3 separate regions of the Triticum aestivum genome follow, and regions 2 and 3 are each linked to region 1. A link is a contact called in public Hi-C data. All regions are on one chromosome and are shown on one strand. Each heading gives the region's core, a stretch centred on a gene start, on an enhancer-like site or on the middle of the called end of the contact. The rest is flanking DNA. Distances are from core to core; before and after follow the strand shown.

What was found. A called contact is a pair of places that touch in the nucleus more often than the background predicts.
Region 2: a contact with region 1 is called in a Hi-C map of leaf, with 3 times the contacts expected there. The contact joins the promoter of LOC123169285 here to the promoter of LOC123166203 in region 1. A contact is called at or near these places in 3 of 5 Hi-C or Micro-C datasets (all in leaf).
Region 3: a Hi-C map of leaf shows a contact between it and region 1, with 6 times the contacts expected there. The contact joins the promoter of LOC123165772 here to the promoter of LOC123166203 in region 1. A contact is called at or near these places in 3 of 5 Hi-C or Micro-C datasets (all in leaf).

Annotation. Positions count from the first base shown.
Region 1 is chr7D:394,299,927-394,304,719 of IWGSC CS RefSeq v2.1, reverse strand. It overlaps LOC123166203 (lysine histidine transporter 2), which reads left to right and starts at 1,350. Exons shown (of 8, transcript XM_044583969.1): 1 at 1,350-1,627; 2 at 3,320-3,474; 3 at 3,670-4,056; 4 at 4,179-4,572; 5 at 4,666-4,771. The coding sequence starts at 1,589.
Region 2 is chr7D:394,676,715-394,681,574 of IWGSC CS RefSeq v2.1, reverse strand. It overlaps LOC123169285 (ELMO domain-containing protein A), which reads left to right and starts at 2,726. Exons shown (of 9, transcript XM_044587124.1): 1 at 2,726-3,135. The coding sequence starts at 3,000.
Region 3 is chr7D:394,781,288-394,786,206 of IWGSC CS RefSeq v2.1, reverse strand. LOC123165772 (lysine histidine transporter 1) reads left to right here and starts at 3,518. Exons shown (of 6, transcript XM_044583499.1): 1 at 3,518-3,733. The coding sequence starts at 3,692.

The DNA.
Region 1 (4,793 bases), core at 101-2,600:
AATGCAATGTGTGAAAATGACTGAAAAAGTTCAGTTAACATGAAAAAATGTTCAGTTAACTTAATAACTGAACTTTTGCAGTAAACTAAGTAACCAGGGCAGATTCATGGCTACTGAGCACATTCAAGACTTCTAAGCACATCATGGCTACTGAACATATATCACAGCTAGTTAACCCATCATGGCTATTGAGCACATTCAAGACTTCTAAGCACATCATGGCTACTGAACATGGCAGATTCATGAATCGAACAGAAAAAGACTGAAGCTTACATTGTCGTGGGTGCACTTGTAGAAAACCCAGCCATCGTGCTCATCGGTGCTAGAGCGGTAGCACTTGACAGGTTCGCCACAATCGGGGCATCCGACCAATGGCACCTCAACAGACCAGAGCGCAGACCGGAGCGGGAGGATCCCGCAGATGACATGTCGTCGACGAGAGGTGGCAGTAGATCCAGGCGGTGGTGGCTGCGGCGTCGGCGGCGGAGACGGCGACTAGGGTTCGAGACGGGAGAGGAGAGGGGAGAGGTGTGGTGGGTGTGGAGAGGTGCGGTGCAGTGCGGTCGGTCCGACCAGGTGTAACGGCCAGGTGAGGCGCGGTCCGACCAGGCAGGGGGACGAACGTAAATTCGACGATTTTGCAAAAAAAAAACCCGCATTCCCCGGAATCGATCGGACCAGGGCGTCTGGTGGTGAGCTGGCGGTCAAAGCCCGCGTGGACGTGCCAGTCAACCGCCAAATCAGCACGTACGTAGAGGAAAACGTATTTTGGACCGTAGATGACCACCTGGGACAAATTGTAGGACTGTATTTTGGGTATTTGTAAGTACGAGGACAAATGCGGCCGACGCGACGAGTATGAGGACATGTAGTGAATTTTTCTCTTTCCTTTTCGACCCATTTGGCACGTGAACATGGGTACATAGGAGTACATAAATTTGGCAAGCCTTCAACTTGGTGTGGCTGTCAACACGGCCAAGCGCAGAGGTACATTTACGCCGCGACGGGATCTAAATTACGATAGAAAGAATCGTGTCCACTTGAGTAAGAAAAAGAAATTTCACGTGCACAGGCTTGGAAAGAGAATTGAATAGTCCGTACATCACGTTCTGCGACCCGGAGTGGCGCCAGCCCCGCGACGTGGCCTCATCGCAGCCGTCGAGAGAGTCAGGATCGGACGAGCAGCGTCCCGCCCGCTTCGCAGAGGAAGGAACGACACACGGACGCGGGTGCCACAACAAACTCCCCGGGATGTGCCGCTGGAACACCGGATCCGCTGCATCGGTGGAGTCAACGGTCCACCCAACGATATTCCAGTTGTTGTTTTTCTCTAGGCCAGGCTACAGAAGAAGGAAAACAAACTCATAACTAACCCAGCGGGATACGTGCTCCTCGATCGCTCACAGTGCATACGGCGCCCCCGCCTGAATCTCCCTCTATAAAAACCACCACGACTCGGCCTCCTCCATACCTGGCTGCGAGCTGCATCTCAATCTCCATCTCCTTCTTTCTCTCCACCTTCTCCTTTGTGTGACTCCGGCCATTGGTGAAGGGAAGCTCCGAGCCGCCGGAAGGGAAGCCAGGCGCCATGGGGACGCAGGCCTCGCCGGACTACACGCCGCCCAAGGTCAAATCTCTCTCTCTCTCTCTCTCTCTCTCTCTCTCTCTCTGCGCTGCGTCTGTTTGTTATGATCTGTTTTAGTTCGCAATGTTATGTCTCTGCATCCACGAACGAAACAATCCATCCATCTTGTTCAAACTCTGTTTCTTGTATCTGGTTTCTTGAGTGGGAGAGAGAAAGAGAGAGGTGTGAAAGAGCGCAAAACAAAAGGTTGGGGGTTTTCGAGTTCCGAAAAGCGGGGAGCGAAATCGACAGGCGCAAAAAGGACAAAAGGAAAACGCTGTTTTCTTTCTTTTTGCGTGGAGGATTCTCTTCTCCCGGCATGTAGCACCGGTTCATCTTCTTCATGTGAAATCCTTTTCTTGGGGGGAAGAACCCGTGTGAAACTGTGGTGGTGTCTAATATCCAATCTCATCTTCTTGGTGCTTTTGGACTAGTACCTTTTGGTTTCTTTTCCTACAAAAGATCAAGAAGAGAAAAGAACGTGTGTACTTAAGTATCAGCTTCATATGATCGGTGTGAGTCCGGATGCTTTGCCTTAACTGCGGAATTTTTACCTTTTTCCTTTAAATTAATCATCCAGTCGAAACAGTGTTCCCTCGCTGTCTTTCCAGCTGTTCTTTTAATTTACAATTATCATCATCCAGTCTGTTTTTACATTATATATATACCTCTATAATTACGTTGTGTTTCTTGTTTCAAATATATATATATATATATATATATATATATATATGGAAAAGAGTACGTAGGAGTATGTTCCACATATTCTTTTCAGAAAAATATATTGAAAGAAATAAGATAGTCTCCAATCTTTTTGCTGCTTCTGTCGCATGGTCCACCTTGTACTTGGACTAACGAGTATGAAAGGTCTTCATTTGTACTTTCAGTCCAGCCTTGTTTTTCTTTCCAAGGCCAGAAATAGCTCACACTTGGCTATACAGAAAAAAAAATCACACTCTTTAAACTCTCCATTAACTAGTTTCCTTTTTACTATTATTTTTGCGGTGGACTACTTACCATTTTAATATAGTTGCATATCCATATCTCGGTGTTAATTGCTACCATCCGATTGATTATTCTATATATAGAATGCAAAATGTCACGTCTCTTGCAAGAACTTCTTATTTGGATTAAGAAATTAATGGAAAGGCGCTTAGCCCTGTTGAAAAAATAATCAACTCAGAATGAGATTCTGGTAATATCATGCCGATGGTGGATTTTCACTAGAGATTGTGAAAATGGATGCTTTATAAAATGAACTTCCGTATTCCAGATTTGCAAACATACTGTAGTATTTTGAGACTAGCAGTATCATGCAACATTGTTAGGTGAACGTGCTTGATAGAAAAATCAAACATGTTTACTGTGAGGTGGCATTGATTGATAAGCATCTGATGATGTATTTGTCTTTGGCGAGCGCGACTACTTGGCCATGTGACAAGTCAACTGCCCGTTAGAAAAGGAATCACTCAACCTCTGAAAATTCAAAGTTGCCAATTATCCGTCTCTTAAGTTTACTAGATGACATCAAAAATGAAAGAAATGCCAGGAGGTTAGAAATTAATTGTTGTTGATAAGTCCCAAATAATTTTGGCACACTAGCTCTTATTGTGTGATATTATAAATTTGAAAGAAAAAAACTCCTGTTATGTGATCATGATATCTATAGCTAACAAAAATACTGAAAACCCACAGGATGAGAGGACTGCACGGGAGAAGGCGATCGATGACTGGCTTCCTATCACGTCGTCGAGGAAAGCAAAGTGGTGGTACTCGGCCTTCCACAATGTCACCGCCATGGTTGGCGCTGGAGTGCTCAGCCTCCCCTACGCCATGTCTGAACTTGGTTGGTATGTACTGCTACCGCCTTGACATCCATACATTGGAGCCATATGCTCTTTCTGCTTCTGAAGCTGTGATTGGCAATCTGAATGGCATGTGGGTCCCAGTGTCATACTCACAGCGGGGCAGTTTTCAAAGCTACAAACTTGCAATGACATGGTTCAAATCATTTAGGGTTCGCTGATGTTTTTGTTTTCGTGCAGGGGTCCTGGCATCGCGGTGATGACCTTGTCGTGGATCATCACGGTGTACACGTTGTGGCAGATGGTGGAGATGCATGAGATGGTCCCTGGGAAGCGTTTCGACCGGTACCATGAGCTCGGGCAGCACGCCTTCGGTGATAAGCTCGGCCTCTGGATCGTGGTGCCACAGCAGCTTGTCGTTGAGGTCAGCCTGAACATTGTGTACATGGTTACCGGCGGCAACTCGCTCAAGAAGTTCCACGACGTGATCTGTGACGGCAAGTGCAAGGACATCAAGCTCACTTACTTCATCATGATCTTCGCCTCTGTCCACTTCGTCCTCTCCCAGCTTCCAAACTTCAACTCCATCTCTGGCATCTCCCTCGCTGCAGCCGTCATGTCACTCAGGTTAATTCCGAATGTCTACACTAGCACTAGCTGTCATGTATTCACTGTAGCAAATCCGACAAATTTCTTTAAAAAAACTTTAGCTAGCAAGGAATTGCCGTTGACAATAACGCATGATGCAGCTACTCAACAATTGCTTGGGGCGCCTCGTTGCACAAGGGGAAGGCAGAGAACGTGGACTACAGCCTGCGGGCATCGACGACTCCAGGTCAGGTGTTCGGATTCTTGGGGGGGCTCGGCGATGTGGCCTTCTCCTACTCCGGCCACAATGTCGTGCTAGAAATCCAGGCTACCATCCCATCGACGCCGGGCAACCCGTCCAAGAAGCCAATGTGGAAGGGCGTGGTGGTTGCCTACATCATCATCGCCGCCTGCTACATGCCGGTGGCATTTATCGGCTACTGGGCGTTTGGTAACAGCGTCGACGACAACATCCTCATCACCCTCAACAAGCCCAAGTGGCTCATCGCCATGGCCAACATGATGGTCGTCGTTCACCTCATCGGTAGCTACCAGGTACGTAGATCCTTACAATCATTTCGTCCAGTTACTTTGGATACTAGGACGATATATCTGACGGTACAACAAAATCTGATTGTTCCTGTGCAGATTTACGCGATGCCAGTGTTCGACATGATGGAGACGTTCCTGGTGAGGAAGCTGGAGTTCGCACCAGGCATTACGCTCCGTCTGATCACCCGGACCATCTATGTTGGTAATGCCCCGTTGACTAATCT
Region 2 (4,860 bases), core at 1,477-3,976, 380 kb before region 1:
TCTCGTGAATCAAAAGGAGCGACTGGCTCTAGATGAGGGGCAGATTACGGGTACTTCAGTGGATCAGCAACATATGTGGAATGCCATTTGGAAACTCAAAGTCGTCCCAAAAGTAAGGCTATTTTGGTGGCGCGTTATGAGAGGAATCTTGCCTGACGAGTGCACCCTCAAGCGTCGCCATTTGAAGCAAATTAGCACCTGCCATGTTTGACGAGGCGAGAGAGGCGAGGCCGGCGGCGGCATCGAGGGTCGGCGCGTCGTCGTCCATGGCCAGGAGCACGATCGGGCGGGAGGGTTTTGCGAAAGTGGAGGGAAATGGTGGTCGCTGTGCCACGGACTAGCGGGCCAGGGGGAGAATCAGTTTACTATCCGCGCCGACGCAAATTAGACTTAAATTTAGACCGGGAATGGGTCGCAAACGGACGAAAAGCGAACGTGCGTCGGTTTAAGTCGGCGCGCTGTGCCAATATTTTCTGTTCGCGGTGATCCAAACGGACACGCGCCAACAAAGTGGGTGTTTATGAAGAATCATTTGCGTGTGCTGCAATTCACAAGGCCATGGATCCCATTTCTCATCCGCACTATTCTAGATAGCATATTAAACTATGTAGTATGCATATGCATGTGTATTGAAGATACCATGGATGCCTGCTTGCGTGCGTGTACTGCCAATAAACAAAGAGCAGCATGCATGTTGTATCAGCCACAACGGGAGTGATTAAACGATGGCATGGAGGCTACCGCCACCAAAACACGAAAATTAGCCGCGACACGATGGCAGCCGCGATGGTCTCACTGGGGGGTACCACACCTCAAGGTCGTGTCCTTCTCTAGACACTGTGCCATGGTCGCCTCTGCCTCCGCGCTCCGCCCGCCCTGTTCATCGCAACCGTCGAGGCGAGCTCCCTGGCATCCGCGTGTGTGCGTTAGCAACCCGCGAATCAATCCAGCTGCTTTGCCCTCTGTAGCTAGCTTTCTACATGCGCGTATACACAACCATCGTTGCGAGCGTTCGCCGGCCGGCCGTCCAGCGAGATCGATTAGCCAGCTCTCCTGTACTTGCATACCTCGATGGAATGTCATGGAAGAATGAGAAGATCACGGGAAAATGACAACACATATATCCTTGACCTGTGCTCCCTCCGTTTCTTTTTAGTCTGCATATAAGATATGGTTAAAATCAAATTTTGTTAATTTTGACTAAGTTTATAGAAAAAATTATCAAAGATTCACAATATGAAATCAATATTGTTAGATGCATCATCAAATTGATTTTCATACCGTATAGCTTTAGTATTGTAAATGTTGATATTTTTTTAGAAAGATGGCCCAAATCTTATATGTAGACTAAAAAGAAACAGAGAGAGTACTTTGCATCCCTCGATAGAATGTTAGCTTTTGACATTGTCCTCCATATTAATTGTATAGCCAACTCCTTTTCCTTTAGTTTGAACTTGGTTATTTTTTGAAACGGAGGTAACAAATTTGCCTCGTCGATTAATTAAGAAGAAGAGAATTGCCCAGTTAGTTAACAGAAAACCAGTTGAAAACGGATACATATAAACCTCATGCGGACTACTCGCTAAGAAAGAAAGTCCATGACAGCTGAACCCCTTCTACGGGACTGCACGCATCTCTGAAGAACTTGGTTATTATGATGTTTACTGTGCTTTGTTCATACTTTTTTTTGACAATGTGACATAAAATTGTTGCTTATGTATTTTATTGTGGCTAAAAAATAACATGTTTGTAAAATTAGATTGATTGTCAGATGATATTAGATAATCATGTATTTTTCATGTACTATTGCTGCGCTAAAAATTATTTGGCTCCCGTAGCAATGCACAAGCAATGACCTTGTTCAATAAACACGAGCATGAAGTAGGATTTTATCTCTATCATGAGGGCTTGAACCTGGATAAACCCTCTCCTGCTTCCCCTCCGATCTACTCGCTTAGCCGTAATACCCCATTGAGGGATCTGTCAAAAATACTCTGGCAGTGGTTATGCATAAGAAAACAATGCATCCATTCGAGAGTAAACTTGGTTAAGCTTAACATGATAGTTCTAAATTTCTAACAGGGCCGTCAAGCAGCTAATGGAAAAAATAACACCAATTCTATTCAAACAAATGAGCCCTCTTGATCTAGATGATTATAAACACAAATGTGTAGACGGTTGGAGATGCAAGGCTTGGGACTACAATATATTTGTTATGCCCAGTTTCTTTCGTCACTTCATCCCTAGATGCCTAAATTCTGGCTTCGCCCCTCGTAGGCTCAAAATTTCTTAACACGTGCATGCAGAGAAAAACACCTATTTACACCTCAACTCAAGTATTGACACCGAAGGTGTATTTTATAAATGAACTAAGGGTCACTCAGATGGTTAGGTTTCTTATGTTGTTGTATTTTTATGAATTTATTTCAGGCCTTCCGCTAATGTGTGTTCAGTAGGAGAAGATGTTCCTGTTGACCATGAAGGCGTTTGTGATGATTTCGTCAATCTCAAGATGATGTCTCCTCTTAGTATTTTGAAGGTGTTCTAGCGTGAGTTTATGTGTGTATGTATGAGCATATGTGTTTGTACTGTGTTAAATAAAATGAAGGTGTAATTTACAAGTTGTGGCAAAGTGGCTATAGGATAAGTTGAGCATCGCCTGTGTATTTGCATCTATTTAAATCGTGGCGCTGCAGTCTGCGTCCGTTTAGATGGCGACAAGGCACAAGGCGACGTGCTCCTCCGCGGAACGGCCAGCTACACGACGCCCGCCGCTCCCTGTGCCGCCCGCCTGCGTCCGTCGCCCCGCTCTCTCATTATTTCTCTTTCCCAAGTTCCCTCTGTGCATACATCGCCCGTCTCCCCTCCCTTCTCAGCGACAACGCCGCCGCCGCCGCCGCCGCGTCTGCTGCAAGAAAGAACCAGCAGCAGCAAGTCGGCGACACGTTGCAGTCGTGCTTGGCTTGCGAGATCAATAGTCTGCTGGTCAGGAGAGGAGAATGGAGGCGGCCACAACGCCGGCGGCAGCGGAGACGCAGCACCGCCACGGCGGATGCTTGTCTGTCAGGACGTTCATGCCGCCCGGGCCGGTGGCGCGATGCTCCGGTGGCTCCTCTCAGGCAGCTGGATCTCCCGGTAAGATTCATTTCCTTCCTTCACTCATTTGCTTATTTATTTAATTTTGCCTGTTTGCAATGTTTGGTGCCTGCGTCTGCGTGTAGTTTTAGCTGTTCTTTTTTGCATTATATAGGAACCTCTTCTGCCATTTCTTCTTGTTCCTGAAACAAGGACTATTCCTCGCTTTTTCGAATATTGCGCTGTGGTTGCTGCTACTGAATCGCTGATGCTAGTTTCTTTCCTCTGTTGTTAGATGTGTGTGTTCTTACCTTTCTCTCACTCTGCCGGTGGTGTAATCCTGCATCACAGTTTCTATGGTACCTTGTCCCGTCTACCATTTTCAACGTCTTGATAAGCATTGATGTGTGTTTATATTTTTGTCATGTCACTGTGATGTGCATGCCAATCGATGTCGCCTCAATCTTTTATGTTCAGTACGCGCAGCAAAAGTCAGCATTGCAGGTCCCTAGAGAAATCGTACTGAAAGAACTGCTACTCGCTTGCGCATTTGGGAGAATGTCGTCGCTCAATCATGGTTCTTAACTTCTTATCCTCCCCACTCACGGTGTACTCAGCTTCCCTTTTTTTTTTGCGGGAAGGTGTACTGAGCTTCCAATCTTATGTCTCTGTCATTGCATCGTCCACACCAATGAAGAAATTATTGCAGTGTTTTTTTTTTCACATTCATTGTTCTCGCGATCTCCGTCTTGGCGTTAGCAGTTTGTTGACCAAATGTTTTTAGGCGAAAGATCTGATTTCTTCAATGAAATCTTGCAATGCTAGATTAATTAATTACCTACTTCTATAAAAGTTATTACCTGTTATAGTCTCGTGACAACACCTAGCGTATTAGTTTTTGTAGGAACTTTAAAGCCGTCAGACTTACTTTGTATGCTCCTCTCCACTCTTTTCATGCTAATTCGGTACATATGCCCCCTTGTTGCGGCTCTTTGGTTCTAAGATTACATATGACTTGACCACATCAATCAATTGTGATTGCACATCCACAAAAAATGTTTGTCCATTACTTGAACAGTATGGTATGCTAACAGTTGCTTGCGCTTTTGGGATGCTTAGTTTCAGTCAGGTTCACACATAAAGTAATCGTGGTGCGCGGCTGATTTGGTAGGAAATCTCAACCTTGATTGCCCATTCCACAGTTTCTCGATCAATCAGAGAGCGTTTGGTGAGAAATTATAGGGGGTCTTGGTGTTGGGGTGTATCTCAGATTATAAACATGTAGCACAATGTGAGGGGCAGTATAAGTTAGGTAGACTACAAAAATATTTTCCTTGTCTGATCTTATCATAATGGATACATTAGCTTATAAGAAACACAAGCTAGTATTTAAGATTCCCTGCAAAAAATATACTCCCTCTGTAAAGTACTATCTCTGTTCACTTATATAAGACGTTTTAGACATTCAGACACTGTTCAAAATAGTACAAAGCAAGCTGTCTGAAACGTCTTATAAAAACAAACGGAGGGAGTAATAAAAGGTCTTATATTACTTTACAGAGGTAGCAGTATTTAAGATAGAATAGACCACAAAGGTTCGTCAGCGTGTCTTTTGCCTTGATAGCTAACTTTGTTTTTGTGTTGCTCCAGCATGCACATGACAATTACGAAGTATGTATTTATTAGTCATTTTGCATTGGTTATTATGAAAATTATTTCTAAGTACTCCCTCCGTCCCAAAATAAGTGTCATGGTTTTAGTTACCACGACACTTATTTTGGGACG
Region 3 (4,919 bases), core at 2,269-4,768, 480 kb before region 1:
CTACAATAGTTTAAACCATTTGGACACGGTATAGCTAAGAGAGATAGACCACGATATAATTACAATTGAATTCCACTTTCCCCTTATTGTAATGTTTTTTCTTTTGTAAAATCTTCCAATCGATTCATCAACTGTCGTCGCAATATGTCCGTGGATTGCAAATCGTCGAAGGATTTGCTTTATGACCAACTCCTAACGGTTTAGTCAGAGGGGCGGATCCAGTAGGATGTAGGGTGGAGCTAGGCCCTCCCTAAGATCTTGGCCCAACCCATATACCTGCTGAACAAATGAAATTAATAATTAAAAAGGCCCAACCCAACTTCACCTCATCCTCACCCTAGCATTTTGGGGTCCGCCACTGGTTTTAGTTCCTCCTCCAAAAGAGATTCTAGGCTCTCCTCCTCCTCCTCCTCCTCCTCCTATCAGCGCCACCATGTCTCCAAAGGCCTTTGAGCCACGGAGGTGTGGAGAACCTTGCCCCCTCCCCGCCATGCCTCTAAGCCCTGCCCCGATGAACAACTCCGGTGCCCCCTTCCCTCGCCCCCGGTTAAGTTTCTTACTCGCTCCCGCCGACTATCGCCGGCTCGCACACGGCCTGGCCTCGCCGTGGTCGACGCTCCTCATGTCGTTCCCGCCTTTAGCCTCGCGCTGCGTAGAAGTGACTGATGCATGAAATTTCTGTAGGTACCTGACATTAGCAAAACATGATATGTAAAGCATGTAAATCACAAACGTGTGGCTTTTGACACGTGGCCTCCAACCAGAGTGCTACAACAACAAAGGGGAAGGGCGGGAAGTCATCGTAGAGGCCACAGCGGTCGATAACAACAAACACTTTACTAGACTAGAGGCTAAATTCACAGGAGAGGACAGAAAGTGACCTCGAGTAATAAGTTTGATAACGGGAGGACGTCCGCTTGCTGTAGGTGCACTCTCAAGCACACCCACAGTGAAATTTCCGAGTGAATTGCAGAGTGGAATCTGCTCCCTCGGAGCAATGCATATGTAGCAAGTAATTGTGCCGGATTTCACGAGACAAAAAAGCAGGAATGATCTCCCTCGGCGTCGCGGCGCTGGTTGGCTCGGGCGCGCAGGTCGCGGTGTGGACATGCGTGGATCTGGCGCCTGGAGGGCGCGCGGTGAGCGGGGTGACTGTGTCTGGTGGGCGCGCTATGGCGCGGCCTGGCTGTGCAAGGAGGTGTCGGGCATGCGCGCTAGGTGTTCGGGCGGCCCAGATCTGGCGCATGTTGTCGCGCAGCGGCACCGGTGGTCGGCGGCGGCTCCCCCTCACTTCCCCCTGACGGGATCTCATCCGCGGAGCTTTCGGCGGCGCGGCGCGCCTAGGCTCTGGTGGTAGCCCTGTTCAGCGGAGGTGGTGGTGGGCTTCAGCTTCGTCCGGTGTTGCTACTTGGGTGACAGCGGTGTCGGGCGGCGCGACTTCTCCTCCCTACCTCAGATGGGATCTCGTTCGGCGGAGCACCTGGCGGCGCGGCGCGTCCAGGCTCCCGGTGGCAGCCCTATTCGGCGGTGGTGGTAGTGGGCAGTGGCAACGTCCAGTGGAGTTGCATGTGAAGCAGCGACGCGGCGACGGGGCTCGCAGCGGGGTGTGTGCTGGCGGCGGTCGTCTGGAGCCTGGCGTAGGGTGCAGCAGGCTGGTGGGAGTTGGTGGTGCACCGGCACCGTTCGTGGCGGCGGCGTGAGCGCAACCATGGAGGCGGCGGCGCTGCGAGGCCCTACTAGGAAGGGTCCTGGCGGGCAGCGGGCGCTCGGCTGCAGCCGTGTGAGGCGCGCGGTGAGGCCTTGACGGAGTTGGTGCCGGAGAGTGGTTCGAGGTGCGGGTCAGACCGGATCGGTTGGCAGTCCCCTGGTGCGGGCGAAGGCCGTCGTGGTGGTTCTGGTCCTTGCACTGCTCGGCGGATGCTGCGGTTCTTCGTTTGTGTTGCAGGCGGTGGCTTGAGGCGTCCTCCCTCGGCAGTGAGGTTGGAGTGGTTCTCGTTGGTGTGGCTTCGATTGCATGCTGCTACAGTGACGGCGGTGCAAGGCTTCGGTCAGGGTTGGCCATGATCTTGGCGGCGTGGAGATGTGCAGCGCTACGAATGAAAATCATGTTCGCCTTTGGTCGGACCGGCGTCGATGGCATCCGTGGATGTCATTTCCCTTCCTGGAAGCGTCGCCGTGTGTGTTGCCATTTGTTTCGTTGCCCGGTGGCGGCAATTGTCTCCGGGGCGAAAGCCTTGATTCGCAGGATTGGCATGATGGCGGTGTCTTTGACGTCGTTCCTCTGTTGAGAGCATTGTGCTGGGAGACGAGAGGCCCTTTGTTGCGCTCCTCCGATGTTCGCGACTGCCCGGATCGCTCCTCTCAGGCGCTATGTACGGTCGTCGCTGGTTTATCCAAGGAAGCTGGAGTTGCTGTTCTTCGGAGATGACCGGTGTTGGTCGAGACGCGGCGAGGTTCGTGGTTTTGGGTAGGCTCATTGGCGTCGTACCTGTGTGTGTGCGTGTGTGTTGTCTGTAATGTTGCTACGCTCGTTGTTCGCAGCGAGTGGTAGATATCGTTATATGTTTGTTCTTCTCTCTTTCTATAAAGCTAAGGTACTCAATTTGGGTACTCTCGAATAAAAAATAGCGGGAATATGATTCTTGCACCGTGCTGCCTGTCATAGCTAGCGCTCCCATGGAGAAGGACAAACCCCAATGTATACATGTTTGGTCCCCCTTGTCTCATCGTTAGGGACACCAAGTACGCGTGATGGATTTAACCAAGCGTCCACAGTTTCAAAAAGAAAAAACCAAGCGTCCACGGGCACCCGCTCAAATAAATCGTTTTCTAGGAGTAGTAAAAGGAAAAGAAAAAAAAGGAAGCCGGCCCTGGCCGTGCATTTCATGGGCACGTCTCCCTCAACAGCACAGCTCGATAGAATTGTTTTGTTTAAATCCCGCGCCTACATACGCGTACAGCTGGCCATCGAACTCCCCTGCTAGCCAGCCACAGCTGTGTCTACACACACATTTGTGTGTGCTCACGCAGTCCAAATGGCGCCAGATGCACCGATGGAGGTGAAAAGAAAATGTAGACGAATCAGGTCTTTCCGATATGTTTCTTTTTTGTAAACTTACACGCTGCGCCAAATGGGGAGCCGTCGAACGTGAGTTACACGAACTGCGCTGGGCTTGGACATCACGAGGAGGAGGAGTATTTTGGATCGTCAAAAAACAAGGAGAGGAGTATCTGTCGTGTTTTGATGGACCTTGGAGCATCCCTAGCGGTCTGCCGCTTCATGTTACGAGCCCCCATCTTTCCCAAAGCCCCTGTTCCTTGGTTTTCATGTGCCATTTTCCTCAAGCTTATTTGTCTGCGTGACGAAAAAACAAGAAGTAAAACCTGCCGAGCGGAGCCTGACTCGTGTGGGCCGTAGAAGCCAGATCTGACGGCGCAGCCAGCCGCACAGAGGGCCCCGATTGCTGGGCCAGGGGGATCTTGGCAGAGTTGCTGCTGCCGCGCTGGAGTCAATGGTCAACCAGGCGCGATATCTGCGCCCGCGCGCCTCTCTGCTCTGCTCTATAAAGAAGAGACCAGTCCAACGCCTCTTTATATCTCTCTCTTTCGCTCTCTCTCTCTGCACATCCTCCTCTCGCACATCTCCCTCTCTTTACTCTCCATTGCTCAAGGCAAGGCCGGCCGGCAGAACATGGGGACGCAGGCAGCGGAGAACTTCGAACCGCCGGCCAAGGTACGTGCTCCTGCTAAGCAATCAATCTCTCTCTCCCTCTCCTCTCCCCATCTCGCTGTTAAGAAAATTACAGTCGCAAATCATCCTGTTAATCAACCAAAAGAAAGATACTACCCAGTAAAAGTTTTAGATAGATACCCAGTAAAAGTTTTAGAGAGAATCAAGAATCTGAGTTGGTGCGAGAAGCATGGAGCTAGCTTCAGAGGTGGACATGACGTGAAATGGACAAACCCGGACGAAAAGGCGGAGGCAAAAAGCGGCTTCTTGGATGCGTTTCCATGGGGGATGATTCCCTTCCGTCTCCTCGCCGGCAGCTAGTGGCACACCGACCAGCCAAAAACCCAACCGGATGGATGGCTTGGCCCCGCCGAGCCAGTTCGTAGCTACACCGGTACCCTACCAGTTCGTCTTCCGCACGTGAAAACAAAGCCCTCCTCGCACCTTCACACCCTTGATTTCTCCCTACTACTTTTTGCTTCGGCTCCCCTTTTCTCGCTCTCTCTAGAAGATGCAGCAATTAAAGTATCTATGAATCATGCCCGTCATAGGATCGGTGTGATTTGCGATGCTTTGCATTAACTGCCCAATTCTGCCTTCTCTCTCTCTCTCTTCCGTTCTCTGAAAATTAGTTCTGGCCCACTGGAGTGCCCTTGCGCTGTAATTTTGACTCGCTTAGAACAAATTTCGATTCAGAAATCACATGAAGCAAAAATAAGAATGAAAAAGTCTCTCGTTGTCTCTCTCGCATGGCCCGCTCACCTTCTCTTGACTATGAAGTATGAACGATCGCCTGTACTTTTGAGTACTTTGTCCTATGTTTCGCCTTAGCGTCCGAAACCAGGAAGAATACTCCACAATTTGTAGTTTGCAAGAATTTTCATGCCGCAATTTGCACTTGATGATCCTTGGAACCTCAAATGACGCATCAAGGGCCCCTACCTGTTTATTACCACCGTGAAATTTTACTGAGAGCCATCGCAATTTTTTTTTACTGAGAGAATATTACTGTACATGCTCAGTCAGGATAGGACTTCCCCTGTTTCGAAATTTAAGACGTTTTTGCAGTTTATAATATTTAGGAGCAGAGGGTGTATAATTTTCATAGGAATTTTGTGGGAAACCCCACACCCACCGAGAGAACGGATATTTCTCCCAGCAGAATTTTCATATTCCGACATAACATAAT